Regions from separate parts of the Mus musculus genome. Here region 1 is linked to region 2. Evidence: chromatin contacts called from public Hi-C data. All regions are on one chromosome and are shown on one strand. The core of a region is the stretch at or near the end of the contact, and the rest is flanking DNA. Distances in the headings are between cores, read along the strand shown. Region 1 overlaps Bank1 (B cell scaffold protein with ankyrin repeats 1). Region 2 overlaps Slc39a8 (solute carrier family 39 (metal ion transporter), member 8).

What was found. A called contact is a pair of places that touch in the nucleus more often than the background predicts.
Region 1: a contact with region 2 is called in a Hi-C map of ventral hippocampal neurons, with 2.7 times the contacts expected there. The contact joins two enhancer-like sites. A contact is called at or near these places in 1 of 39 promoter capture datasets (hippocampal neurons), 1 of 15 datasets of contacts at CTCF or cohesin (the NIH/3T3 cell line), 8 of 484 Hi-C or Micro-C datasets (the C2C12 cell line, cerebellar granule neurons, cerebellum and 5 more) and 2 of 115 datasets of contacts at active chromatin or transcription factors (embryonic stem cells and fibro-adipogenic progenitors).

What each region holds. Positions count from the first base shown.
Region 1 is chr3:136,163,041-136,170,093 of GRCm38.p6, reverse strand. All of the region lies in intron 7 of Bank1 (B cell scaffold protein with ankyrin repeats 1), which reads left to right. Among named protein-coding and RNA genes, the nearest start is that of Bank1, 160 kb to the left of the region's middle. Within about 2 kb of position 4,448, at least 45 of the 459 cell types and tissues checked have an H3K27ac peak or open chromatin away from gene starts, as enhancers often do. A contact at or near this core is called in cerebellar granule neurons, forebrain, hippocampal neurons and 1 more, where this site is marked.
Region 2 is chr3:135,885,739-135,892,596 of GRCm38.p6, reverse strand. It overlaps Slc39a8 (solute carrier family 39 (metal ion transporter), member 8), which reads right to left. Exons shown (of 9, transcript NM_001135149.1): 9 at 4,025-5,792. The coding sequence ends at 5,643. Among named protein-coding and RNA genes, the nearest start is that of Gm31243, 13 kb to the left of the region's middle. Within about 2 kb of position 4,611, at least 34 of the 459 cell types and tissues checked have an H3K27ac peak or open chromatin away from gene starts, as enhancers often do. A contact at or near this core is called in cerebellar granule neurons, forebrain, hippocampal neurons and 1 more, where this site is marked.

The DNA.
Region 1 (7,053 bases), core at 3,199-5,698, 280 kb before region 2:
ACATTCTGGTAAACAGTTGTTATTTGTAGGATCTGTTCTTATTTACACATGTTGAGATGAAGTCCAAACCAGGTCCAAACATCATTGTGACAGGAACAGAGGGTGATGAACCCTGTCATTCAGGAACTCTTTCGTTAACTAGCCAGGAAATGGAGTGGTTAGATTGAGGGTGACCTGCGGCCTGGTCAGTACTTTGGAAGACTGGTATGTTGGAAGAGGAAATGCCAGGACTTCCAGAGAAGGAAACCATGAACCTTGTATGCATGGAATTTTCCAGATAGACTGTCATCACAGTTAGCTATGCATATAATCCATTTTCAGAATAGAATTATCAAAAGCTGCATGCAGTTATTTGAAATATAATAGAAGCAATTTCTTCCAACACACACACACATTAAATTCACAAAGCAAAGGAATTTGTTCTACTAGAAAGGACTCTCTGACTGTTGGTTTTCAGATGAAGGGGCAATTTGGAGTACCAGAGGGACATTTTCTAAAATTTTACTTGTTTCTCCCAATCAAATACCACAGTAGATTTTTACAGTAGACAGGAGAAGTACAAAGGTCAATGATAGTGAGCTGAATTAGTCAATAAAAACAAAAGGCTTTTTTTTTATTGGTGAAGTAATTATATTGAGATTTTAGCTGTGTGGATACATGTGGTTAGTGCTCACTTACAATTCTTAAAAGCTGCCTTTGTGGGTGCCTTGGATAAGAGGATGCAAAATGAGTTACTCAACTTTCAGGCAGGGATACAGCAGGGAAAGCCCATTAACGCAAAGCAGCATGCAGAAACAGCAATGATATCCTAACCAATAGACAATATCATGAGCACGGGAGTTACCTTTAGTTCAGCCATCCTGATGATTGGGGTACCACACATTGAGATTGTTCAAAGGGATTATACTGGATTTAGACTGGGGGAAAAATAATGTATCAGGTCTGGGATGCGATCTTTCTGGTTTCTTACTGTTTCTGGTTTTCTTTTCCTGGTACAAATCTAGATCATGTCTTCTTTCATGTTCCTAGAGCTGTCATTTTATCCTGCCCTTCACACCATGAAATTTGCTGGTGAAGTTGTTATCCCATCATTTACTATGAGAGAATATCACTCATTTAGTATATGATTCTAGCAAGGGGTTCGTGAAAAGAGAATGCTGCTCTGTTGTATGATATGAATTTGAAACTAAGCCACCCTTTCAGAAGAAAATGCCCTGCATGCTGTTTCCCGCCTTGTTCAAAGTTGTAGCAGATCTTTGATGTAGTTTTGAGTTATACGATTGACCCCCCTCTCCTTTTAAGTGGCATTGTAAGACTCTCAAAAATTAATGGGGAGATCATTTCCGCATAGTTTGAGAATCAAGTCTTTGTGAGTATCCCAGTTCTGTCAATCATCTATATGCATTTCTTAGGGGAGAACTTCTAATAAACACAAGTTTTTTTTCATTCATAGCTGGTGTGATAGTGAAATGGAGATAATTGGTATAAAATGTTTAGTATGATGTTTGTATGGTGATTGCTTAATAACTGTCAAAATATTTCCAAATAATCTACATTTTAAAATTGAGCTTTTATGAAAAGACTCCTTCAGTATTTTTAAAACCACTACCTATTTATTTAAAATAAGATATTTTAAGATATAATTTACATATCTTATTTTAAGAATATTTAAAAGTGATGTTTCCATATAATACATGTAACAGTATTATCACTTGAATACATTCCTTGTCACTAAACCCAGAGTAAGGCTTACCCTGGAGGACTCTGTAGGCAGAAGATGGGATCAAATGACTTTCACTTTTCCTCAGCATTCTGTCCTGTATTTCCATGGAAACCGGGCACATAGTTTTGATTCGGGTCATCCTCTCCGCCCACAGAACCTTTCAGCTCTCCAGGCAATTGTAAAAGTATCTTCTTTTCTGGTTTGTTTTTATTCTTTGTAATTACAGCTGGAGCTCCAGCAGAGACTGAAGTAAATGATCCCCTGCTCCCTTGGAAGTCCTAGAGATCTTCGGGTTTAGGCAAGCTTGGTTATTCCCCCCAAACTAAAAGCACATCAAGTTGTTAACAGACCTTGAATGCAGCACTTGAAGATGCTCTGCAGTCCTGGAGAATAGCCTAGGTAATTCCAAGGGTTCTTCTTGATCCTCTCTGTGAAAGGATGTAAAGTCCTATCAGTACCCATCACTTGCTCTACCTCCATGCCTTGCTCTGCCATCAGTTCACAGAGGAAGCTCAATAGAAGATAAGTAAGATAGCACTCGTCAACATTTCAATCTGGGTGGGGAGATCTTACAAGACCCCACCCTAGATAAAGGGCTGTAGGAAAACAGTGGCAGCTTAGAGAGGAGGAAGTCAGTCTGTCTTCTCCAGAGAAAAGTCCCCAGAGAGGTGATTCAATCCATCTCAAGTGGTACACCCTACACAGACATATAGATGAGAGCAACACTAAGTGGATTCAGAAGGAAATTGTATAGAGAGTTGGAGAAAGCGAGGGAGAGATGTAACTATAATATTTAATAAGTATTCAATTAATTAAATTAAATTAAAAAAATAAAGGTCAAGAACTTGAGAGGGGGACATGGGAAGAGTTAGAAGGAGAGAAGATGGGATTTAATGATGTAAATTGTAGTCACATATGAAATCTTCAATACATTTTTTAAAAGAAAAAAAGAAAAATGCTCGCTTAGTTCCCAGGAAACCAACTGATCGCTTTTTGCACGTTGTCTGTTGTTGTCTTCCAAAGGCCCCTTGTCACATTTTTCTCTTAGTACGACAATACTGCTGGCAAGTCTGTTTTTCCTCATCAGCTATAATCTTCACTATACCAGAAAACAAATTAACCTATAATCTTCACTATATTAGAAAACAGATTAACCAATAGGAGAATGGATGTGCTTTTTTTTTTTTTTTTTTTTTTTTTTTTGGCTTAATTGTCCTCTTAGTAATCAACCCTCCAAAGTTGTGTCAGACAAGCCTTTTTAAGTTGGGTAACATAATGTCCCTGTCTCACTGGTTTATTCTCCCTGCTTCAGTTGGTCTTCAGTGTCTGGAAATTGCAGAGAGTAGAAGAATTACTACTTTGAGATTAGTACTTTTCCAGTAACCAGTTCTTGAGACAGATGTTATTTCTTAAGGTAAACCACGTTCTTGCGATTACTCATGGTCCACTCTGGGATGAAGCCACTGTCGGCAATGTGTAGTCCTTTCTCCGCAGAGTTCTGGTGTGGGAGTCTCCCATGACTCACCTCCTTCAGAGTAGCTGATCCATCATCAAGAAAACACTGTCTGAACTGGACCTGGAAACAAAATAGAAAACTATGTGAACTTTCTGAGGAGTTCAAGATTATGTGGAAACTTTGAAAACTTGCCATTTGGGCTATATGTGCATCTTGTGTTTTTCTTGGTTATTCAGTCTTCCTCTTGAAGCACAAGACTTGAAGCTACAACTCCTTTTTTCAGCGGTGCCTATCTTCACTATCTTCACAATTTTTGTTAGAGGTCAATATTTGTTTCTACTTGACCATTTATTTACTTATTATCTGGCAGGTACTAAATTCAAGTTAATCCTAGAAGCAAAATCTACCTTACAGATTTTAAGGGATACTAAAAGTTGCTAAGAAGTTTCTCAAGGTAAGCTAGTTGATTGAACTGCCAAACTTTAAAAGCAAGCATGATATAGAAATCTGTCCTTGCTTTACTAAGTTCGAATATCCCCTCCAAAAGAGGAATTGAAGTTTATTCATCACTATTTCAGAACTGGGAGGTGGGCCCTTTAAGAAGTGTCTGGGTGGTGCTGAGTCTGTTCTCACAGATCAGTGCCACCACTGCAGGTGTGTATTTTACAAAAAGCGTGAGTTCATTCTGACTCCCCGTGTCTGCCTAGCATAGATGGGCTGCTGCCCATTTGTTAGATTGCTGGTGCCCATGGAACTTTGCAGCACCCAGGACTGTGTGCCCAGTAATCATCCATTGTTTATAAATTATCCAGCCTGTGGCATTCTGTTAGGCTGTGTGAACTGGAATAAGACACTAAGTCATGTTGAGGAAACAGCTACTGCCTTTTCTTGTTGCTTTGCAGCAGGCTGCCCCAGTGATTTGCTTTCTTTCTTCTCTCTCTCTCTCTCTCTCTCTCTCTCTCTCTCTCTCTCTTAAAATAATTCTTGCTGTTTCGGGTAGTTGTATGCCAACCGGGCCCATCTGGTGCTATTTTTCTAGAATATTACAGGACTGCTTTCCTACTCAAAGATAACACTTTCACATGTCCTTAAAGCTTTTCTTGTCTTCATCCTTGCAGTGGTCACTCTACTGTAATCAGTTTGCCACAAGCTGGATTCCAATAAGAAATGGTGGAGGGGGGGATGGAGGATGATAGAAGGATCCGTAGCAGCTGTGTGGATAATGGATACTGACATCAGTCCTGTACACAGGCTCGGCTCAGCAGAGTCCTTCCCATAGCAGGAACTGCCTCGCTGCCAGCCATGGCTGCACTCCAGCACTCTGGTGGCAGACTGCATGGCAATGCAGGTATTTTGGGAAACACTACCATCTCAAATAGCTGAGAGCATACATAACCAAAAGCCCTTGAGAGGACAGTGTGAAAGCTTCTGGTATGTTGATAATTTCACTTTGATGTATAAAACTCACAGATTGTCTTGTGAAATCAACTTTCTGCCAGGAAGTCATAATTACGGAACCAAAGTCAAAGGCACAGTATAGCAGTGAAACCCTGTGTCCAGCTTGAGATGTTTCCTCTCAGCACTGAAGCCTCTTAAGATGCTTCCTAGAGAGTAGATTTCTGATGATACAGGCAAGAACAGTCGATATGTAGAACACTACTAAAATTTGAAAATGTTCAACCATAGCAAGAAAATGCCCACTATGCCAAAGCAAGTTAACAATATTTAGGTGGAACTATACACCTTCAAAGATTAATATCTCATCGGACATGTGTGCAGTATTCCCCCTCATTATCTGTAGGCATGAACAGAAAAGGCAGTCCCAGGAGTGAACTCATCAATGAGGTTCCACATCCAGAGGTTGGAAGTAATGCTTGTTTCTATACAATTGTACAATTTCTTTGATCGAGGCTGAAGGAGCAGAAGTCTTACCTATCAAGAGTAAAGTCTATTAGAAAAGTCACATGATGAAACTGCTTACCTCATTGTAAAGGTAACAAACCAATTCTGGCTTAGGTTACCAGAGATCTGAGGGTCAGGATTCTACCTCATCCTTGTGACACTCAGGTCATTTATCAGTTTATCAGAAAGATCACTACTTTCCCTGAATGAACACATCATTGAGAGTGAGAATTCCACTGCTGACAAATTGACATGAGAAGAGCATGGGGTCTTAGCCATGAGCCAGGTGCTTCCCCCAAGGCCAGGTGTTCCTGCACATAGATGAGGGTGCTCTCTCAAAGGGACCATGGCCTTCCCTCACATAGGCTGGAGGCCTCCTCACATAAGCACATTTGTTATGTCATGTTGTCAGGTGCCTTCTTTTACATGAACTGGGGCATTCCTATGCATTGGCCTTAGTACTTCTCACGGGAATGAGAGTGCTCCCTCACATTGGCCAGAGTGTTCCTTCACAGAGCTTGGATGCTCCCTCACATAGATATGAATGGGGTCCCTAGCTCATGCTATCCCACTCTCAAATGGGTGTAGAAACTCACTACATGGATCCAAGCATAGTCCCTCATAGGAGTTGAGTGTTCCCCATAGGGATGAGAGTATTGCCTCAGAGATCAGGATGCATCTTCAAAGAGGCCATGGTGCTCCCTCATCAGTTCCAAGACAAGTACTCCTCATAGGGGACTTGGTGCCCCTTTGATATGGGTGAAAAGCATAGTGGTCACAACAATTCTAGCCAGATCTAAGGCCTCTACTTCTCATTAAATGATTCTTTCATGAACTAAACTAGAAAGACATGTTTACCTAAACCCAGCAAATAATAGTATTCTAAATACAAATGGAATTCATTAAGTGGCCTCCGAGTACACAGCACCCACACAACTTGTAAGGAAGACACATAAGGAAGTTACAACTTCTCTGTCCTTATTTTTCACTCTAGGTTAAACAGGCTATTTATACAGCCATATACAAGGAAAAACAAAATGACTAGGTACCCAACGAAGCCCAGTGTAGTAAGAACAGGTAACATTTTGTCATTTGTCAAGATTGTTGTGTATCTCTGTGGGATTCTAGCACAGTCTTATGAAGAATAGTTATGCGCAAACAGTCATTGATCTGGTTTTCTCTCTGTTGCTTTGATAAAACACTAATCAAAAGCCGCTTGCTCACAGCCATCCATTGGACAAAGCACATGGTCCCCAATGAAGGAGCTAAAGAAAGTACCCAAGGAGCTGAAGGGGTCTGCAGCCCTATAGGAGGAACAACAATATGAACTAACCAGTACCCCCAGAGCTCCCTGGGACTAAACCACCAATCAAAGAAAACACATGGTGGGATTCATGGCTCTAGCTGCATATGTAGCAGAGGATGACCTCGTTGATCATCAATGGGAGGAGAGGCCCTTGGTCCTGTGAAGGTTCTATGCCCCAGTATAAAGGACTACCAGGGCCAGGAAGTGGGAGTGGGTAGGTTGGTGAGCAGGGGGAGGGAGAGGGGAGCGGGTGTTTTCAGAGGGGAAACTAGGAAAGGGAATAACATTCGAAATGTAAATAAAGAAATATCTAATTAATAAAAGCAGCTTGGGCAGGAAAGGATTTATTTGATCTTGCACACAGATCAGGTCACAGTTCTTAACTTGGGAAAGTCAGGCAAGAAGTCAAGGCAGGCGTGTGGAGGCAGGGAATAAGACAGAGAGCATGGAGAAGTTCTGCTGGCTGTCTAGCTTCTGAAGCTACATTTCTCATGGAGCATTGTTCTCACCTTCCAAGAATGGGAGTGCCCATAGTGGGTTCGGCTGTCCCATATCAATTATCAATCAAGGATATGCTCCATAGTTGTGCCCATTGGCCTGCATAGTGTCAATTCTACCTTTGAGGTTCCTTCTTCAAGGCGTGTCAAGTTGGCAGTCATTTAGTGG
Region 2 (6,858 bases), core at 3,362-5,861:
GATCCATCCTGGCCTAGTATTCCAAATAGAATCCATTTCATTGGATTGCTATAGGCACTAAATTTTGAAGAGCATATCTGGAGTAAATAAAAGTCAACGCTGGTTTAATTGTGTACCGTCCTTCGGAACCTGCTTTAGAACTCAGAACTGTCTCACATTTCCAAGATGAAACTAGGGATGCCTGAGGAGTCCTCTGACCCAGGTTGTAAACAGATTCTCAAGTCAACCCAGAGCATACAAAATAGAGATTTGGTTTTGATTAATTGGTTTAATTAAATGATTTAATTAGTTATTCATTATTTATTTATTCTAATAAAAATATTTTCAAGTTTTTATCTACAAACATCATATAACATTACAGATCTAAGTTTTCTTATACAAAAAGCCTATGAATATGGCATACAAATGTTTTAGAATTTATTGCTAATTTCTTCTGATAGCACTTAATGTCACTTAATGTCCTGGACATTCATACTAATCAGATTTCTTTTTAATCCATAAATCATTTTTTATGTTTTCTCAAATTTTACACTAGTCTATTAAAAAAAAACATTTTCAAGGCCAATAAATACCACTCATAATAGACCGAGGCAGAAAAATGAGTACAGATGTGTACAGATAATACTGGATGTAACTGTAGATCTTTTGTCATGGAGGGGGAGAGGCCAGTGAGGAGGCTATCCTCCTTCCCTGAGGTTCTCTTGGGATTGATGGCTGCTGGGAAGGCAAGAGGGTGTTTCTTCAGTGGTGTCACTATCAGCAAGAAGCCTCTGCTTCTGTAACTAAGTCCTCTCCCACGCTCCTAAGGGCAACACGAATTAAACTCATTGGGTCACCAAAAAAATAAGGTGCGAAAGTCGAGGAAGAAGTTGGAAAGGAAATACCTGGGATCAGCAGCAGTGAGAAGGGAATAATGGGGGACACAATCAGAGTACTCTGTGTGTGTGTGTGTGTGTGTGTGTGTGTGTGTGTGTGCGCGCGCGCGCGCGCGCGACAGAGAGAGAGAGAGAGAGAGAGAGAGAGAGAGAGAGAGAGAGAGAGCGCAAAGGTCAAAATACACTGTGCATGTGTGTGAAAAATGACAAAATGAAACTAATTGTTCTACATCGTTAATACATGCTAATAAAAAGAAGGAAAGAGCTGTAATCCTGATCATGGGCTGGAGTGCCCGTGTAAGTGAAGTGCTTACTGTATAAACATGTGTGCCTGAGGTCAGGTCCCAGCAACCACAGGAAAAGCCAAGCAGAGAGGCCCATGGCTGCAATCTCAGAGCTAGAGAGGCAAAGACAGAGAATCTCTGGGGATCGCTGGCCAGTCTAGCTGAGTTGGTGAGCTCCGGGTTTAGTGAGAGACTCTTGTCTCCAAAACAGTGGGTTTGGAGAGGACTGAGGAAGACGACGAACATTAACCTCTGACCCATCCACACACTCAGAACCAGCAGAATGCATGCAAACTGTTTAGAGCCAATCACACACAGAGCAGAAGGATGGCCAATCACACACAGTCATTCTTTACTTTTCCTAATGACAAAATCTTGATTTTTTTTTCTCATAGAAGTGCATCCAACTGAATGCAGAATTGCCTAGTTTCTCTTTTTGACTGGTATATACATGTGACTCATTCTGGTCAGTGGATAGAAGTGGGTATGGTTGGATCTTACTTGTAAAATATTGTTCAGAAAGGAGTGACTAAAGAAACAAGTGTGAACTTTTGCCTTCCTATCCAGTCCTCCTTCCTGCTATGTGGAGTTAAGAGTTCAAAGCCAGATCTCCAGGAGACATCTTAAGATATGAAGCATCTTGGAAGTGAGAGCCACAGTCTATCTGAGACTTTCATTTGTCAGCACAGTAGACAAATAGTAATAGACTCGGTTCCTAGAGCTATTGGGCCCCATGGGCCCCATGTTGCAGCTCACAGCTCTTCTATCAAACTAAGAGAAGACCTCTTAGTTCTTATACATCAAACCCTCATCATGGAGATTCGACCATTTTCTTACAACATCTAAGAGCCACCTTCATAATATCATGTTCTTCTCACCTGTAGACGCCATTAGAAACTATTAAAATGTGGTGGGAGGGAATATGCCTTGTAATTAACAGAATGATATTTGGAGTTTCTAGTTTATCCAGTTTCTTTCACTTTAATTTTATTAGCAGAGTCTCTGGTTCTGAAGGCACAGAGAAATTTAGAGTTTTCAACTAGGAAACCGAATGGACATGAGAACATGCTTTGCGCATCCTTAACATGGAAAGGAAGCTGACAGAAAACCAACCACGGGAATTGCGACCAGTGGTGTAGAAAGAAAACCAAGTATCCATTAAGAATGATCTGTGGTATCGTAGCCAAGAGGATCATTTGAGAATCTCTTGTACGGCAACAGATCTTTCCTAACACAGAAATTGTCTGGAAATCATGGTAACTTCCTGCTAAAATCAAAAGGAGACCTAAAGGAAGATAATGCTGAGAAGAGTTAGGAGAAGCAGGCCATTTAAATGTAGGAAACCAGAAATGCCCAATAGTGCCTAGAGTCTCGCTGAACATCTAGAAATCATTATGACCATACATAGCCTCCAGAGATGCCCAACACTGAGCTCACACATTGGCTACATTCCACTGCTGCTGCGGCAAGAAACCAGGACAGATGAGCAACTGGCAGCTAAGTAAACCTGAGTTATCCTCACTAGCTCTGAGCCATGACACAGCCACACATCCCAACTTGTACAGGTAAAGGAAAGGAACTATTTTCATTAAACAGATTTTGGTTATTATTTAGATATTAGAAGAGGGAGATACCTCTAGAGACTTTTGATGAATTATCATTAATGTCAGGTATCTTCATTCAGGAAAAATAACAGATACTTTATAAAAACTGCTTAAGACTGATTGAACCTGTTTACACTTTACCCATAAGTGGACTTAGGCATCTATTATCTCTTCCACATGAATTTGCAGTTCCAGCCACAATGGGAGCCACACCCTAGTACCATGGCTCTATCAGCTGGCTACCCATCAGCACCTCTAGTGGAAGCTCACCCACTTTGTGAGCTTCAGTTTCCTAAGGTGCTTTGTGACACAGCATTACCATGGTAACAGGATCTTCTACAGTACCCAATAAGTGCCAGGAATTAATACATATTCTTTAAAGTTTAGCAATGAGTAATATACAGTATTTTTTATTTATTCTGGTAGCATCTCTAAAATCTAATGATTATGCTGTCTTAATAAAATGGTGGTTGTAGGTTCTCCTCCAATATCCACTACTCAGTGGCTAGCTAAGTTTGCCATAGTAGGCATGATTTCCATCTTGCTGAGTAAACAAGTCTAACTAGAGAGCTGCTACCAAAGTGAGCCAAACAAGCCAGGAAAAGAGAAAGTAAGCGATGTCCCTCCACGTGTTTTGTTTGAGTTCCTACCTGAGTACCAGTTCTAACTTCCCTCAGTGATGGTTTGTAATCTTCAAAATGAAATAAATCCTTTTTTCTTCAAAAAACTAAGATTATATGGCAAATGCTCCATAGGAAGTATGTTGGCAGGATTATGCTCACTTGAAGAAAGTTAATCAGGATAAAGTAAATGCCATCCCGACTTTCCTTCTGCCTCCAACAAACAATTGCCTCTTGTCTTTAAGTCATCGTCACCCAAAGTCCTTCATTCTCCATGGTAAAGGGAAAGGATGGAGAGCCAGACCCACAAAAAGCAGGCCAAAGAGTCAATCTGCATGTACACTGAGAATCACTAAACTATCTTTTCAAAATATTCTTCCATAAGTCATTTCATTAAAAATACATACAATCTGTACTTTTTAATGTTTTATATATATATGAATGTACTATAGCTGTCTTTAGACACACCAGAAGAAGACATCAGATCCTATTACAGATGAATGTGAGCCACCATGTAGTTACTGGGAATTGAACTCAGGACCTCTGGAAGAGCAGTCTGTGCTCTTAACCACTGAGCCATATCTCCAGCCCACAGCATATACTTTTAAAAAGCAAGGATTGTTAAGCACTGAAACGAAAGGTTATACTAATATAGATTGTGTTTATTGAAATGAAAAATTAGTCTTTGTAGGATTTTTTTGCTAGATATTTTTAAAATAATACAACATCAGTTCTCTACTTGCCTCTCTTCTCATAACACCAGCCACATGATGTCACTCAAAATAAAGACATATTAAGAGAAAAATAACTGACACGGTACATGGTTTCAAAAGCTTTTACTGTTTGGTCAAATAATATTTTTTAATTGTCAGTCATAAAGTGAGAATACACATAAACATATATGTTAAAGTTTATCAAATCTGCACTGTTATTACATGAAAATGTGTTTGGGCTTATAGGAAAACATAATTCCTGAGATAACTTGGCTTCTATTACTAATTCTCATCACTGTCAAATCATCTTTTTTTTAAGTTACTTGGGAGTGTGAATTGAAATTAGGATGTTCAATTCAGACTGATCGTCTACAACGTGCTCAAACACTCAGTGAGCTGTGTGTTTTACGAAAGGTAGAAAGAGTATGCTGAGGTTTTCCATCCAACGGTATACCATATGGGAACAAAGCACACTGCACATAAAAGAAGCCGTCTCTGCTGACTGTCAATCACCCCTAATGAGCACATGCCTCCTCCACCATCAGTCTCTGACACAGCCCAGCCCAGCTGTGATTTTTGCATTTATTGAAATTCCCCCTGCTAAATAATTATGCTCATCTTTTAAAAAGTAAATTGCTCACAATTACATTCAATTTCTCTCTCCCACCCAACATATTCTCCACCATGACAAAGCAATCCCAGAGCATGGCAAGACTGAGTTCTAACCAGTCTCGCATACTCCTCAGGCATTTCTGTTGGCTGGAACCACAGCATAAATCATAGCAAAGCAATTCTGGTCTTCTGCAGGGTGTGTTCAAGCTTATAACTCAGGGACCAAGCCCTGAGCCCAAGCCTTGCTGGGCTAGCAAGCCTTTCATCCTTTCCTAATTCATGTTACTTTGTATTAGCTTTCAAAACAATCCTACAGGTCGCCAACTGAGACATAAAGCTGAACAAACGCTGTGCGCTATCTTTCTGGGGTTCGTTAAGGCACTGGGATCGGTCCTGCATGCACTGGAGCTGTCTGTCTTGATTTTCTTCCTCATTTGATGCACCTGCCTTTAAAAGCAGTCAAACACATTAATTGGAAGAAAACCACTCTGAAAACGCTTGAGGTTTTTGTTGTTGTTGTTGTTGTTGTTGTTGTTGTTGTTGTTTACCCAAGCAAGTTCTGAAACCTTACATGACCCAGATTGTGTTTTTCTCTGGATCTGTATGTCTGCTTGTGAATGCACGTGTTTGCTTCATGATAATTTTCTAATATGCATAAAATATTGAAAACCAGGTATTTACCAAAGGCCCCATACACCAGCCTTTGCAGTCTGAAACCGAAAACCTTTTAAGGAAAAATTTTAACAACAAATTTCACCTATTCTACATATCTGAAACCAGTCATTAGATTCCTTAGCCTTTAGTTGAAAATAATAAAAAAAAAATCTCTTTTAACTAAATAGGATATACTTTTAAAAAAACAAAAATCCCTATGGAGATGTTTCTGTGTTGTTATTAAATGCCTTCCCGCGTTGACGTTATACTCCACTTCCGGCTACTGCAATTCGATGTCTCCTGCGTACAAGGTGATGAGCAGGATGGCAGTGAAGCCGGTTAACATCCCTGCATTCTGGATCATGAAGAAGGTGAAATCCGTTTGTCTTCCAGTTACTTTTTCTCTCAGCATGTCGTTCATCTCTGGAAACTAGAAGACACATTATTAAATGGCTGTCGCCATCTTGTGGTGAATCCTGAAATGCTCGTCTGGGGTTTCTGCACAGGAGCTGAGCATTTCTTTCATTTGGGACTGGATCGTACCAATCAATGTTTTGCTTCAGGTATTGAGGAATCCTAGTATTCTGCGGCATCCACGGTAAAACTATCGAAAGGTCACACAGCCAGATAGAATGTACCTGGCTTGATGCGTTCTCTCCTCAACTCTCTTCCCATATACAGCTGTCTACACCTCAAATTTTAAGGAATTCAACCCGGTGGGTTTCACCCTCAGGCACGCATTTCTGTTTACTTCCGTTAGCCCTTACTATACTATACTATACTATACTATACTATACTATATTCTGCTTCATCCCCATTAGATATGCTATTGTTCCTCTTATCTCATAGTATTTTTAAGTATGCCATGTTTTACTTTGTTGTTTCTTGCTTAGCCCAGGCTGCCCTACTATGTCACTATGTCACTATGTAACTAATGACGATCTTGGACTTAATAATCACCCTGCCTTGTGCCACCACAGAGTTGGTGAAGTGTTGGGTTTTTTTCTTGTTAGATGGTGACATTTTTGTTTGCTTAAATTCTGACTTTGCTCCTCTGGAGAGAAACACTTATGGAAACCGCTTCCCCGCCCATCTCATAATTTTTCCGGGCTGACTGGAGGGGAAAAACATTTGTGTAACTGACTGAACCTGTTCTTTGAAGTAGCTTTCTTTACTGTTCTGGTTTCTCCATTGTGCTTGCTCTTTCCTCCCAGAGCGACAAGATTTTTTAATAAATTGTGTATTGGTCCAGTGTTGAAGATTATAATACTTTCATTATAGTGAAAACAGATAAAAATCCTAGGTGTTTTTAGTAAATAAATAAATGTTCATTCTCAGCCACAGCATCCACTGCAAAGGTTACACAAGGGGACATGTATGTCCTGTTTTAGAAACACAAATTGCATGATGTGTTATAAATGCTGTGGTACCCTGGATGCAGCCATGCCAGGGATCTTCAGACTCCAGAGGCAGGTCAGAGAACTGGCGTGAAGTTC